Linked DNA regions of Pan troglodytes: region 2 is linked to region 1. The links are chromatin contacts, called in public HiChIP or PLAC-seq maps. All regions are on one chromosome and are shown on one strand. The core of a region is the stretch at or near the end of the contact, and the rest is flanking DNA. Distances in the headings are between cores, read along the strand shown. Region 1 overlaps CACNB4 (calcium voltage-gated channel auxiliary subunit beta 4). Region 2 holds the start of FMNL2 (formin like 2).

Region 1 (3,266 bases), core at 313-2,812:
GAATTTGTTCATTTAACAACAGGTGCCACTTGATCAACCACTGCCAATACTTTTGCCGCGGACTTCCCAGGACTCCAGCTGCACTCACGGTTCCTCTGGTCAACTGTTCTGCCTCAAGCCTGCTGTAGATGCCACTGAGAATAGAAAGTTGAAACCAGTTGATCCCAGTGAAGCAGCACCACACAGTACTTATTAGAGACTAAGAAGCCAGGGAACACTTTTCCTCATAATTTTTTTTCCTTACCCCAGGGGTTAGTGTGTTTAAAAGAGCACTGTGGGGCTGCTGTTGTAGAAAGCAGCAGCTCTGTATCGGATGCCATCCCCTGGTGTTTTAAAGGCAGGACTACAAACATCTAGAGAGGAAAACAAAAAACAAAAACAAAACCCACATTCTCTAATTCATATACAGATCGTTAAGTGAGAATGGAATTTATGTGATGCTTTTCATGATGGGGGATTTTCTGCAAGGGAAGCTGCTTGCCCATTTTGTGGTAACGACTTGAAATAAAGGAGAGGCTGGAGCAGGCAGCAAGGTTAGCTTGCTCTTGCAGGATAAGCGTTGTCCTTGCTCTCAGTTCCCCTGCTGTGTGGCCTGGTCGCTTCCTTGTTATCACCCTTCACCAGAGCCCTGTGTGAGGGCCCTAATGGAGACTTCAAGAGCTTTTAGTTCACTAGGTACTGCCACCTGCATCCACTCTCTGCGTTTCCTTCCCCTGCAGGTCTCATCTGTCCAGCATAGAAGTATTTTTAAGACCTACTTTGCAAGACATGACTTCTGTTGGGATTTTAATTTGAAATGAAATTTAAATGTACCAACCCTGGGCATTTAATAGCCCTGTTGGGAGACAAGTAATGAGGAGAAAGCCACTCCGAGTCCATCTTGCTCTTAAGCCTGACAGGTTTTATTTGGAAGTGCTGCCTGTTAGTGAGGGAGAAATGCTCATTTCTTTTTTTTCCTGTGTAAGGAACTGTTGAACTTAATTTTTCCCCCCAGGTGTTAGGAGACAGGAATTAAAAATAGTATGTGACCCAGACACACCAAGCAATACAAAGTTCTTGCTTCTATTATGTTGCTAACTACCTGCATCTTGTTAATAAGGAAGGGAAATGTCTGTTACCTACAAACTGAAGGAGTGAATAATTTGATTCAGGGAAATCTGAAATACCACGAGAATTAGAGAAGTCCTCACAAAAGGGCAAAAGCTTACATTTTTCATTTTTCTCTTTATTTCATGTGACTTGCCTTAAAGTCCTCCTTCCCACTTTCTCACACCCCCACTAGCTGAATGTTGTGTCAGATTATTTAGAACTTTCTAAATAGGGGAGAAAATTTTTTTTCCCCAAGTTTGGCTCCTACGTCCTTTGAGACTATACCGTCTGTGCAGGAGAATTTATAAAAAGATGGGAGGTTTGGGTGCCGGTTTCCTTTTTGGAAATGGTATTTACCCAGATCACAGTGAATCTGCCTCTCGCCTTAAATGGCAGAGGATGATAGGGTAGAATCTTCACGTGCTAGAAAGGCAGCTGGAAGCCATGTGGAGACCTCAGGAGACCTGAACTACAAGGGTATCCAAGCAACTGTGGCTGCTGGAGTTGAAGGAGGGAGTCTGAAGTTGCTCTTCTAGGATGCTGGTCGCATCCCCTCAGTCCCCTCCCTGTTGTTTTCAGTCACTTCAGAGAGGTGGTGGCAGCCCGTCTACACCACCAAGCGGGGATTTAATGGAAGCATTTCATTTGCTTCAGCAAGTCAAAAGCTGCCCTTTTGTAAAAACGTGTAAGCATGCCTCTTCATCCTCATTCCCCCACCCCGCTTCTCCTCGTTCATTATTTAACCAGCCGCCCGGGTCTTCTTTCTGCTCTCAAGCATGCCAGTCCCTTCCCCACCTGGGGACCTTGGCCCTGTCTGTTCCTCTTGTCTGGCATGCTGTTCTCCAGGGCCTTGCCTGGCTGCCACTGCCTCACTTAGGCCTGAAGCAGAACCTCTGCAGGGGAACCTGTCTACACCAAACTAGTTCATTTTTCTACCTTTTTATTTATTTATTTTTTTTAAGAGACAGGGTCTTGCTCTATTGCCCAGGCTGGAGTGCAGTGGCATAATCATAGCTCACTGCAGCCTTGAACTCCAGGGCTTAATCAATTCTCTTGCCTCAGTCTCCTGAGTAGCCAGGACTATAGGCATGTGCCAACATACCCAGCTAATTTTTTTGTTTTTGTAGAGATGGGGGGGTCTCACTGTATTGCCCTGGGTGGTCTTGAAGTAATCTTCCTGCCTCAACCTCCCAAAGTGCTGAGATTATAGGCATGAGCCACCACACCCTGCCTAAAAAATCTTTTTAAGATGGAAACATATAAAGTATATTGAGACTTTCTTTGGAGAGAGAAAATGCATTAAGCAAAAAAGCATTTAGATTTTTTTGAATTCCCTATTATTAAAAATAAAGTTGTATTAAAATGTCTCGGTAATATATGGTTAAACCATAGTCTGTATTTGTGTTTTTTAAGGAATTTGTAATTAATTGTGGCTTTCTTAGAATCATGACCCACTGAGTTAGATGTGCCACCATCAATAGTTGATAGCTAAAATTAGTAGCAAGTTAACAATTTACTTGTTCATTTCCATGGGCTGCTAAGTAGGTTTTGGTCCAATGTATTTTAGGGGAAAAAATGTTACACTGAGAGTCAGGAGACATGGCTGTTGCCCCTTCCTGGCTGTGTGGCCTGGGTCAGTCCCTTCCCTTCTCAGGCCAATTTCTTATCCGTGGAGCAAAGATAATGGACGGGGGGAAGGGGATTCCTTCCAGCTCTCCACAGTCTCTGGTTCTATATTTTGAAACCATCTGTGGGGCAGTTTTAACAGAAGGTCTGAAAAAATCAGACTTGGTCATGTGCCTCCTATGCCTTTTTTCTCTCTCTTTATTTGCCACATCCTTTCCCCACACTAGAAGGATCCAGACACTCGAATCATCAAGGTTCTGTTGCTCTCCGCTCTTGCCTGAATATGAAATGAAGGAGTTTGCTGTCCCCTGATGGAGCCTTCGTTCAAGCAAGCCACGGGCTGTGAGGCTTTCACCCTTGGCTTGGCAAGACTGTCAGCACGGTGCTTCCCTTTTAGAGAGCCTAATGCCAACAGAAAGGGCAGTTTTCTAGTAATGGAGGAAAATATCAGTTTTCAAAAATATGGATAATTTTTAAAACCTCCTCTTTTTCCTGTTGCCTAGTTCTCTACCATTAACTCCAGGTCTCTCTTCAGGGTCTAGCAGAGACCC
Region 2 (3,266 bases), core at 391-2,890, 140 kb before region 1:
TGAGCCCAAATCGCGCCACTGCACTCCAGTCTGGGTAACAGAGTGAGACTTCATCTCAAAAAAAAATTTTTTTTTACTATTCTGCTACCCAATATCCTTAAATAATTATTGAGTGCCTTAATCAAAATAAAAAATTCCCAGCTTGCCCTTTAAAATTCTTGTCAATCTGTTTCCTCTTATACCTAGTCAGCCTTGTTTTCCATTCCAACACTAAGTCTTAGACAAAAAGTCTTTATCTGTCCAAAAAATCTCTAAGTCTTTTTTTTTTCTTTTTTCGAGACAGAGTCTTGCTCTGTTGCCCAGGCTGGAGTGCAGTTGCCTGATCTTGGCTCACTGTAACCTCTACCTCCTGGGCTCAAGTGATTCTCGTGCCTCAGCCTCCCAAGAAGTTGGCATTACAGGCTTGCGCCACCATGCCTGGCTAATTTTTGTATTTTTAGTAGAGACGGTTTTTCGCCATGTTAGCCAGTCTGGTCTTGAACTCCTGGCCTCAAGCAGTCTGCCCGCCTCGGCCTCCCAAAGTGCTGGGATTACATGCGTGAGCCACCATGCCCGGCCTCCCAATTTATCTTGAACATCCCTAGGTTCAACGTTCTATGAAAAACAGCCCCTTCTGCACGATTCCTTCTCATTTGTGCCCCTAACTCTATAAAATGCAACCACCTTTCTGAATGTGTATGAGCTCTCTATAGCATCAGGTCTTTATACTAGAGTTTGTAAAATGGTTTTGATTAATCCATTATTTAAAATGTTGGAGTAATTCTCAACATTTAAACATCATTGAAAAATTGCAAACTCTAGTAGGACCCACATTTCAACAAATGGCTGCAATTTACCAATGGTTGACATCTTTAGATACGCACTGTTCAGTTAGAAAGTTACAGCTTCATTCGAAAAGTATTGAGCGTCTATTACTTGGGACACTGTTTTAGACGCTGGGGATATATAGTGACCAAAACTTATCAGGGAGTTTATAATCTAATGAGGAGGAGAGAGACAGGCAACATAATCATTACTACAGTTTTCTAAGAGGAACAGAGAATATGTGGGTGGGAAGGGTGCTTGGGCTTTTGCATTCATTTAAATACCTGGCTGGATGCTGTTGGAATTTGAGTTTATGACTCGTACTACCATCCGAATCGTCATACACCATCATGTACGTTATGCACTGCCCCTATAAAACTCTCAGCAAGTCTAAGGCAGGGAGTGTGCCTCCTTCGCCTTTGGATTCCGGGGGCCCAGCAGTGTTTTTATGGAGGGGACACGATGGAAAGCGAAAAGTTAGGCGTAGTTACTTCGACCACCGCTGTCCCGGGTGGTTATTCTGACGGGGTTTGGACTGGGCGCCTGGGAGGGTGCAACACAATAAGTGTTGAAGAGCAGTCAGGTCTTTCGCAGAATCTCAAAGCCACCTCCGCGCCGGCAGCTCCGTTTCTAGGGAAACAGGACTGTAACGCGTACGCATCGTGGGTCCTCGTTCTCTAGCTACGAGTCCTGCCGCTCTGAAACAAACTAAATTCGTGACAAGAACTTGGCCCTCAGAGCCCGTCGTCCAACGCGAAAAACCACGGGTACCGCGCCCCCTGCCGCGCCGCCGCTAGCACTGCAGCTTCCGGGGTCGTCCAGTTCCAGGCGGGACTACTTCCGGCTCCGAAGGTCCCCGGCTTCGTGGCTAGCCGGGGTCCTAGCGCTGGAAAGGTGGCCGTAGCGGCCGCCTGACCCCTACAAAAGTCTGGGACAGGGGCAGCGACAAAGGCCTTAGGAGGACGCCCATGGTCGGAGGGATCTCGCCCCGGGAGAAAAGTTGGGACAGGAGCGCGGGATCGAAGGGTGGACTCCGAGCCGGCCTGTCAGGCAAGAGCCGGGCAGGTGCGGTGGCGGAAGTGCAGGGACGGAGGCCGAAGCGGAGCGGTCTAGGGAGCCGCGGCCGCGGGTCACCCGGCGGGTAGCAGTTGCTGAGTGTTAGCTAGACAGCAGCGACTAGGGCTCGGGCGCCGGCGAGATGCCTTTGTTCACCGCCAACCCCTTCGAGCAAGACGTGGGTGAGTGCTGTGCCCGGTCCTGGACTGCTGTGTGCCTGGCCCTGGACTGCTGTTTGTCCGGCTAGAAAGTGGGCGGTAGCGACTCCGGGGACTAGGAAGCAAAGCGAAGGGAGGGGAGGGGCGGTGCCGCCCGCTCCTTCGACGTTGGGATTTTTCTGGGGGCAACCTCGGCGCGTCGCTAGCGGTCTGGGGAGTGCTTCCTGCCGCCTGAGTTTGGGGACCCTCAAAGGGCCGTTCTCCTTGCCAGGCGTAGGATTTGGGAAGAGCCTAGGGCTCGCTGGAGACTGGACTGATTAAGTAGTTGTAGAGTTGGTGATTAAAAACTTCCTGCTCGTTCGACAGCTGGTTACCTCCGTCTCTGCCCCATCGTTTTCTGAAGATGATGCAGCAGTGGAGATCCTACTGTCTAGAGAAGCCCAACACTAGACACTTGACACCTAGACAACCGCATTGAATAGGAAGAACTTACTTCCCCATTATTTATATTACTCATGCATTCAATCCCTGATAGGGTAGCTTTAAGATTTATTACAATTGTAAAGGTGTTGCTCTTCATCCCCGGATTGCAAAGATTGCGCGGGTGCTAGGAGATGTTCGGTTTTAGAGTATGAAAAGGAAATCTCCAGTCTCAAAACACTCCAGAACAACAAGTATTTTACTTGTTGCAGTCATAAAGCGCTGGTCTCTCAGTGACTATAGAATGAGAAAAACATGGATAAGATATATACGAAATTATTTAGGAAATTTGAGTAACACTAAAACAAACTGAGAAATATATGTATGTATTCTCGAAAGTCTGGGTCTCACTATGTTGCCCAGGTGCGACTAGAATTCCTCCCACCTCGGCCTCCACCTCCGTTTCCCCTTCCCGAGTAGCTGGGACTACAGGTTTGTTTTTTGTTTGTTTTTGTAGCAGTAGTTAACAGAACCCTAGGTAAATTTTTAGAACTTGGAAATGGGGTTGGGGCGGGGAGACTCAGAAGAATACTGCACATCTCAGCAGTAATTCCCCTGTTTCATAGTTAACATTTGGTTATTAGGAGACTGTAGAAAGTGCCCTATTCTGGTATGTTGTGTAATCCCCTAAGCCATTTTAAAAAACATGTTTGAGTCAAATAATATATGTAAATAGTTCAAATATGTATGTTCCTTACTTCATTAAACTTTTTTTTTGGTGGATGAATACAGGTGACTGGCGTAAATCTGGGAAACATCACTCTTAAG

The links. HiChIP or PLAC-seq counts read pairs in DNA pulled down with a chosen protein or histone mark.
Region 2: an H3K4me3 HiChIP or PLAC-seq map of stem cell-derived excitatory neurons shows a contact between it and region 1, with 6 times the contacts expected there. The contact joins the promoter of FMNL2 here to the enhancer-like site in region 1. A contact is called at or near these places in 4 of 7 Hi-C or Micro-C datasets (blood, induced pluripotent stem cells and stem cell-derived neural progenitor cells), 1 of 1 datasets of contacts at active chromatin or transcription factors (stem cell-derived excitatory neurons) and 1 of 1 other capture datasets (stem cell-derived neural stem cells).

What each region holds. Positions count from the first base shown.
Region 1 is chr13:54,060,182-54,063,447 of NHGRI_mPanTro3-v2.0_pri, reverse strand. The region is part of intron 2 of CACNB4 (calcium voltage-gated channel auxiliary subunit beta 4); the gene reads left to right. Among named protein-coding and RNA genes, the nearest start is that of CACNB4, 66 kb to the left of the region's middle. Within about 2 kb of position 1,562, at least 5 of the 24 cell types and tissues checked have an H3K27ac peak or open chromatin away from gene starts, as enhancers often do. A contact at or near this core is called in induced pluripotent stem cells and stem cell-derived excitatory neurons, where this site is marked.
Region 2 is chr13:54,202,312-54,205,577 of NHGRI_mPanTro3-v2.0_pri, reverse strand. FMNL2 (formin like 2) reads right to left here and starts at 1,640. Exons shown (of 28, transcript XM_054679872.2): 1 at 1,089-1,640. It overlaps STAM2 (signal transducing adaptor molecule 2), which reads left to right and starts at 1,916. Exons shown (of 14, transcript NM_001280281.1): 1 at 1,916-2,042. The coding sequence starts at 2,003.